2 separate regions of the Mus musculus genome follow, and region 1 is linked to region 2. The links are chromatin contacts, called in public HiChIP or PLAC-seq maps. All regions are on one chromosome and are shown on one strand. The core of a region is the stretch at or near the end of the contact, and the rest is flanking DNA. Distances in the headings are between cores, read along the strand shown.

Region 1 (4,032 bases), core at 426-2,925, 300 kb before region 2:
TGCTGTTGTTGTTGCTGTTGCTGCTGCTGTTGCTGCTGCTTCTTTTTCTTGTTCTTGTTCTCCTCCTCTTCCTCCTCCTCCTCCTTCAATGTGGGTGCTAGGGAATTTGGACTCAGGTTTTTATGCTTACACTGCAAGTACTTTACTAAGCCATCTACCTAGTCTCAGAGATGAGACTTCTGGGGAGTAATTGTGTCATGAGGACTCTGCCTCCATCTATAGATTAATCCATTAATGGATTTATGGATTTATAATCTTCCGGCATTATTTGGAATTGGTAGGGGGTATGTATAGGTGGAAGAAGTAGATCAGTGGGGATACACCTTTAGAAGCAATCAACATCTTGTCCCCAACTCCTCTTTTTACCTACTCCTGACCAGGGGCAGAGGGTAGTGACAAAAAATAGTAAAACAGGACTCTGCGTTTGGAGGCCCTGCAGTTGGAAGGAGCTAAACCATTTAATGAGAAGGCACTGGAGGGCAAGTCTGGTGCCAGAAGCTTCAGTAATTCTAGTTCAACAGAGTACATTAAAGCTACTACGGTTGGGAGGAAACAGTGATAGAGTGTATGGAGGAGCCGGAGGGGTGGGGTGGGCATGAATTTGATCAAGATACATTGTATTTACTATGAAAATTTTCAAGTAATATTCTTGAAAAGAAAGAAAAAGGTCACTGCACTTTAAAAGGTCAGATCTTGGATCTTGGGAGAGAGCAGGGAGTCTACTGTGGGGCAGTCAGTGCCTTCTCAGCCCCTTGCCTCTCTGTGCCCCCTCTGTGTTCTTAACTGGCCTGAAGCACTTACTCAAACGGCCTGGATACTGTAGCTAGTAATGATGGGCTAGCACTGCACTTCTGTTATCTTGCTGGCTTTCAGAACTAAGGCATAATTAAGAAGGGTGGTTGGGGAACATTCGCATTGTACCCCTAGAGGTGAAATTACTGGACCCAGGCAACATTTCCTGGCCATTACTCAGTGAGCAGCTAGCTCCGTTCCACCATGCCCTTGCCAGCCTCTGCCTTGCCTTAGGCTTAAAAGCAGTGACTATAGGCTGAGATCTCTTGAGCCCAAATACATTTTATCTTTTTTAAAAGTTTATTTTCTCTGGTCTTTTTTTTTTTTTTTCAAAATAATGAAAAGTCTAACACAGAAACATTGGGAGGCTCCCAAATGCCCACCATTCATGCAATCTGGTGTCTTCACTGTCTCCTGTCAACAATGCTCACTGGTCATCTTACACTGATGGTGACTCTGCTTTGGGAAGAGATGGAAAATATGGATTTTTCACCTTTCACTAATAGTCTCTGGTCTCATGAATTCAATTTTCTCAAGCACTGGCATTGATTTTACCGTTATGCCTGTGGGATTTCTTCTGGCAGGCCTCATCTCTCTGACTCAGCCAGCACCTTTGCAAGTGTTGGCTGAGATAGAGCCTACTTCTCTGGCCTGGGTTTCTGCAGTTGCAAAGGGAGCCGTCAATGCAGACAGACACTTGACTCTTTCACCTATATGGTCCTTGTAAATGCAGTCTAGAGATATCCACGCCTTTTTTTCAGTTCCCAGAACCTTATGACTATTAGAGTTTTAAAAGGCCTAAGAGACACCTAGGCAGCCAGCAGCGATTACGGTGTAGGGCTACTCCGGCTCAGAGGCATCTGGGATATCTGAGTGGCACATGACTCATTCTGACTCAGCCTCTGTTTGGTCCTCTTTATTCCAAGGATGGTGCTCTCAGAAGCTCACATCCTCTGCAGATCCAACTTGGCAGGCCTGGGATGAGGGTGTCACTTCCTAACTTAATACTTCCTAACTCTTTCTACACCCCACATCCACCCATCCTTCCATTCACCATGCCGACAAATAGTGTATGATCTCTGTTGCAGCAGAATAAACCAGGCAAAATCTAGGACGTGCTTGGGGGAATAGCAGTGTGCTGTGTCATCATCCTCCTTAAGAACTGTGAGTTAGGGAGCTGGAGAAATGGCTCAGCAGTTAAGAGCACTGACTGCTCTTCCTGAGGTCCTGAGTTCAAATCCCAGCAACCACATGGTGGCTCACAACCATCTGTAATGAGATCGATGTCCTCTTCTGCTGTGTCTAAAGACAGCGACAGTGTACTCATGTACAGTATACATATAAAGTATACATATAAATTAAATAAATCTTAAAAAAAAAAAAGAACTGTGAGTTAGATTCTGATACTGCTACCAAGGTGAACTTTTACTGGTTTCATGCCAAAGACCAGATGACAATTTTGCTTAGACCTTTTGGTTAAACCTTTGGTCCTTTCTTCAAGAAGCATGGTGTTACAAATTACACTTAGACATAGAATACAGATAACTAGATCCCATCGGGAACACACAGAGGGACTTTGCTTCGGATCCTCTTCCTGCTTGAATGTACCACTCCTGGGTCACACTCTCCTCTCTGAGATGGACTACACCCTCTAAATGTAGGGAAATAAACTCCTACTTTAAGCTGTTTTCATTGTTCATTCACGGCACTTGATGGTCTTAGTCAGGGTTTCTATTCCTGGACAAAACATCATGACCAAGAAGCAAGTTGGGGAGGAAAGGGTTTATTCAGCTCACACTTCCACACTGCTGCTCATCACCAAAGGAAATCAGGACTGGAATTTAAGCAGGTCAGGAAGTAGGAGCTGATGCAGAGGCCATGGAGGGATGTTTCTTACTGGCTTGCTTCCCTTGGCTTGCTCAGCTTGCTTTCATATAGAACCCAAGACTACCAGCCCAGAGATGGTCCCACCCACAAGGGGCCTTCCCCCTTGATCACTAATTGAGAAAATGTCTTACAGCTGGATCTCATGGAGGCATTTCCTCAAGGGAGGCTCCTTTCTCTGTGATAACTCCAGCTTATGTCAAGTTGACACACAAAACCAGCCCGTCCAGTGAGGATTTTATTCCTTTCTCCAAAGGAGGATCAGAAAACTCTTATGAACTACTTCAGAGAACAGGGGTGGGACCTTGATTGCCTTTGCAGTTTTCTAAAATGGTGACCCATCACATTTTGAGACAGCATGTGTGGTGGTTTCGATATGCTTGGCCCATGGAAAGTAGCACTATTAGGAGGTGTGGCCTTATTGGAGTAGGTGTGGTCTTGTTGGAGGAGGTGCGTCAACGTGAGGGTGGGCTTTGAGGTCTCCTAGGCTTGCCTTCCACCCAGTGTGGAATTCCAGCCTTCTCCTGGCTGCCTTCTGGTTAAGATGTAGAACTCTCAGCTTCATCTCCAGCACCATGTCTGCCCAAAGGCTGCATGCTTCCCACCATGACAATAATGGACTTCTGAAACTGTAAGCCAGCTCCAATTAAATGTTGTCTTTTATGAAAGTTGCCTCGGTCATGATATCTCTTCACAGCCATAAAGCCCTAAGGCAGTGTGTCCTGTTAGAATGAAGGCCTGGTACATGCTACTACACAGCTGAACCTTGAGAACATTGTGCTAAGTGGAAAAGGAAAAAGAGTTACACATTGGATGCTTCCAATGTGGTGGGTAAGTCTGTAAAGATAGAGTACAGACTCCCAGCTCCCAGCAGCCAAGAGTGGGAAGTGGTACTTGTAGTCTTCACCCTGGGAGGCAAAGGCAGGGCAATCAGAGAGTTCAAGGCTAGGCTGAGCTACGTCGTGAGGCCCTTTCAGACAGAAAGCTACAGAAAGAGAGGGAGAGGAAAGGAAGCAGCATTGTTTAATGCTAATGGAGTTCAATATCTGTTAGTAAAAACATCTGGGTAGATATGGTAACTACAACACAGTGAATAAACCAGCTGCCACTGAATTACTCACTTTGAGACAGTTAGTTTTAATCAACCCACAGTTTTATGTTTTAAAAAGAGTTAAATTTAGGATAGGTGACAAGGCATCTATGCTTTAAAAAGGAAACTGGACCTTGAACAAGCGTGTGCTGCTTCAGCTCCTTTCCAGGATGCTGGGACGCTGTTAGCTCAGCCCTGGGGCCTCTGTGATTCAAGTCCAGATTTCTGAGTTCTGCATGAACATAGCAACACTTTTGCTAGGCCTA
Region 2 (4,136 bases), core at 247-2,746:
TCTTCAGTGATGACGCCCGATGCTTCTCTGGGCTCATCGGACCGACTTTCTGTAACCCTTGAGCTAGCTAAACATAGGGATCCTTCCACACGCAGGGTTCAGCCCCTGCTAGGCTCTTGATGCATGGCATTTCTTGGTCCAGGATAGGTCTCCTCTTTACCCTCGATTTACTATGTCTGAAAGCTGTTGCTTCCTCCCTCATCCAAGCTGGTTGCCCTTTCTGCGTGTTATGGCTGCACTCTGTAATAAGTCTCTTCTTATTACAGTTGCTATGTCTTAGATTGTCCTAAATCCAGATGTTCCATCACTTAGGGAACTTATGCTTACTATTAAAGCCTAATACAGTGCACCTAATACAGTGCTTGGCAAATCGAGCCTTGCTGAATACTAATTGAATGTAATGTGGAACTGAGATGGACATGTGAACTAGCTGTAGAAGAGTACTGTGAAGACTCCGTAGAAAAGGAATATGCCCTTTTATTAACTAATGTTTTGTGGCCTAGCACAGTTTTTGAAAGATACAGGAGTAATAAAGATGATTATGTGTTTAAAAAGATTTGAGTGTCTTTTTTATTCTACTTTTAAAATGGAAATGGAGACCCGAGGGTGTACTGTTTAGCGGTATAATGCATATTTATAATGTGTGAGTTTCTGAGTTCAATTCCCATAACTAAAATTCTAGAAAGTGCCAAATCAAGGAAAACCAAAGTGGAGAGACCGTCCTAATTTGATTTAGTTATTTTTCAACCGAAGTTGGAATGTTCTGTGTCTTGCCTCTCTCTGCATAAGTAGAAGGTAGTAATTAGGCACTGCTGTGTTCTCCTGCATTAGAACCGACTGTCTCAAGCTATTATCATAGTCCAAATTTATTTTATGATTTGCTTTTCTTTTTCACTAGACCGTTGTGTCTTGTTCTCTTACATCTGTTATGTCATTAGCAAGCCAACCTTATTGTCATAAAAATAGTCCTTCCCAGGGCCAGAGCAGCACTCTTTAGTCTGGTGTCACTGAGCAGAATATGAATGCCCCAAAGGGCGTATCTGCTAAGCACCCAGTGTCCGAGCACTTCCCACCAATTTCCATGGTCCTAGTTCACCTTTCCTCTTTCTTTACAGGATTCAGTGGGTGACCTGACTTTTATTTTTTTAAGTGAACTTGTCATTTGGATAAGCCAGAAACATGATTTGTTTGTTTGTGTGTTTCTGTTTATTTTTGTGGTGCTAGAGATGAGTCTCCCTCTCTAGAATCATGAGGCAAATCCAAAATGTCTAGCAAGCTTCCTGCCCTAGCAGCTAGGTCCACTTTGAACAATGTGTGCTGGTGAGGCTCGTGCTTTCCCTCTGAGCTGTAGCCCAGTCCTGTTTCTCTTTGTTTGCAGAAGGGGTGGGTGGGGAAGGGACAGGAGACAGGGGCGTCGAGGATTGAGCCCAGGGCTTCACACATGTTCACCAAGACCACAGTAAGAATGTGATGTTCGCCGCCAGAGTTTAATTTAGCAGACTAAGCTTTTGTTTTTCTTTTAGATTGGTGCCCTGCCAAGGCTTGAGTCTTACACCAGTCATTCCTTCTCTGTGGAAGATAAAACTCAAGATTCCTTGTGGATATCTGAAACCATGGTGCATTAGTCAGGGTCCTCTAGAGGAACAGAACTGATAGAATTAATATGTATATGGGGTTTGTATATGGAATTTATTAGAGTGTCTTACAGGCTCTGTTCCAGCTAGTCCAACGATGGGTGTCTACCAATGCAAACCCCAAGTATGTGGTAGTTATTCAGTCCATGAAGCTGGGTGTCTCAGCTGGTCTTCAGTACATGCCGGACTCCCAGAGAAGTAGACTCTAATGTCGGTGAAAGAATAAACTTGCTTATGTAATAGCTAGGGCAAGCAGGCAAAGAACAAGTGCTTCCTTCTTGCTTGCCCTTTCTATAGGCTGCCACCAGAAGACGTGGCCCAAATTTAAGGTGGTCCTTCCCACCTCCAAAGATTGAAAGAGGGTCTTCCAATTTCAAATGATTTAATTAAGGAAAGTCCCAGCTACTTGGGTTTTTGTTAATTCCAGCTGTTGTCATGTTGACCCCCCACCCCCACCCTGCCAAGAATAGCCATCAGACATGGGTGTTTCTGCTTTCTACCTATATATACTATTTTGACAGTAATAACCTGAAGTGATTATAATGAGGTACTACATGAGAGGGGTATGGATGTGGCCTGTACGGAGTCATGTTTAGGCTTTTCCGTGTCATGATGCTCAGTGAACCAGTGCCTCTGTGTTGAGCTAGGTTGGGATGACCAACGCAGCATTGCCATGCTGTCTTAGGCGCTTACTCAGTACTTACTCAGAGAGTACAAGAGACAGGCAGTCTGATGACTTAGCTACGGAGTGAGTCATGCACAGGTAGTGTGTACAGCCCGGATACACTGGGCAAGGGGTGATTTTCATATTTGTGTGATGGATAGAAATGGCAGGAGCCTTTACCACCTTACCCAGAATATTCATTGACAAACTTACTAATCAACAATTTGCCCTGCGGTTGTTCATGGTTATGTGAAACCATAGAAGGTAAAACTATCAATAAGGGTTGTATATTTGGGACAGGCAGCTGTATGATATTTGTAATAGCTAAAGACTGATGATCCATTTTTTTTGTAAAGTCCATTCAGAATATAAGAAGTCATTTAAGCTATAGGAAAAAATCCCCATGTATAATTAGATAAGTGTAATATACTGCTCAACATCCATAAATGTAATTAAATTTTGACATAGAACATGCCAAAATCTGACTTGCCAAATTCAGTTCATCTTTTTCTAAAAAGCATATTTTATGGTAGGCTTTAGGAAAGTGTGCACATGTGTGAAATTAGTCAAGTGACATATATTATTGTAGCTCCCATTAAGGGATGTGTAATAACCTGGCATGCAGGAATGCTATTTACATAAGAATTCTTGCTGAAATAAAAGTGAGAAGTACTGCTAATTTTTCTAAGTTATAACTTATGTCTAAACCATCTGTTCCTTGCATATATTAAGTATTTTATATATTCCTATTCCTTATAATTTAGCTATTATCCCATTAGCTATACTATTAAATATAGTGGCTAAATGTGTTGTCATTGACTTATTCATTGATCCATTTAATATGTGTTTAAAACATTGGAGTTGATGATAGCTATCTGAAGATGAAGTATAATAATTTTGGGCCCATTAAGACACCACTTGGCCTATACCACACATTTAATTTAATTTCACCTCTTTTGTATTAATCATATAATATTGATGGTGGCCATGCCCCGTAATCGATGCGTGAATTATGAAGAGCATATTAGGAATGATCTTGGGCTATGGAGATGACAGTTGGTTAGAACTTTTGCTGTGCAAGCATGAGGACCCAGACTGCTAGGCAAGGCTGCGTGTGCCTGTAATCTCAACATTGCAGGGTAGAGGGAAAACCTAGCAAGCCGCCAGCCTAGCCAAAATCATGAGATTCCAGTGTTGTGAAAGACCCTGTCTCCTGATAATAAGGTGGGGAGCAGTAGAAGACCCCCAGTGTCCTGCTTTAGCATCATCCCTCCCCCCCACCCTGTCTCCCTCTGTTTCCCTTGTCTTCTCGCCTCTCCCCACTCTTCCTTCTCCTGAAGTGTTATGCTGTTCGAGCTCATTTGATTGACCACATTTGATATTCTTTCAGTAGTGTTCATTACTTTCCCCTCGTAGTCATTCAGAGTATCTGAATTGTGAGCAAGGCACCACTTTGGACAGTCAGTCCTGCCAGGTCATTGGTACGTAGAACGAACACCTCTGGTTTGCCTCTGTTTTACAGTGGCAATCCCACTTAGCAAAATTTCAAGTTGGTAGAGCTCCCATATATCTAGATATCTGGAGCTGTGCTGTTCAATACAGTATTTACTCTCCCTGCATGGTTATCTAATTTTTATTTGAGATGAAATAAATTTTGAATGTCCTTTCTTGCTTCCACTAGCCATTGGAGCTTCGGGCAACCACACTGGATTGAACTCATTGCAGAACCTCCCTGTCCTGGAGGGAAAACTTTTCGATACTGCTGTTAGAGAGTTCCACAGTCTCTTGGTAGCTTAACTTCCTTTATTGAGTTGAAGTATGACCCCAGGTTCTGCCAG

What was found. HiChIP or PLAC-seq counts read pairs in DNA pulled down with a chosen protein or histone mark.
Region 1: a contact with region 2 is called in a FOXA1 HiChIP or PLAC-seq map of pancreatic cancer cells. The contact joins two enhancer-like sites. A contact is called at or near these places in 1 of 15 datasets of contacts at CTCF or cohesin (the NIH/3T3 cell line), 3 of 484 Hi-C or Micro-C datasets (cortical neurons, hematopoietic stem and progenitor cells and stem cell-derived neural stem cells) and 7 of 115 datasets of contacts at active chromatin or transcription factors (the NIH/3T3 cell line, embryonic basal ganglia, embryonic forebrain and 4 more).

Annotation. Positions count from the first base shown.
Region 1 is chr6:94,403,249-94,407,280 of GRCm38.p6, reverse strand. No RefSeq gene overlaps it. Among named protein-coding and RNA genes, the nearest start is that of Slc25a26, 95 kb to the left of the region's middle. Within about 2 kb of position 1,675, at least 38 of the 459 cell types and tissues checked have an H3K27ac peak or open chromatin away from gene starts, as enhancers often do. A contact at or near this core is called in the NIH/3T3 cell line and pancreatic cancer cells, where this site is marked.
Region 2 is chr6:94,098,796-94,102,931 of GRCm38.p6, reverse strand. All of the region lies in intron 1 of Magi1 (membrane associated guanylate kinase, WW and PDZ domain containing 1), which reads left to right. Among named protein-coding and RNA genes, the nearest start is that of Gm52867, 130 kb to the left of the region's middle. Within about 2 kb of position 1,496, at least 23 of the 459 cell types and tissues checked have an H3K27ac peak or open chromatin away from gene starts, as enhancers often do. A contact at or near this core is called in the NIH/3T3 cell line and pancreatic cancer cells, where this site is marked.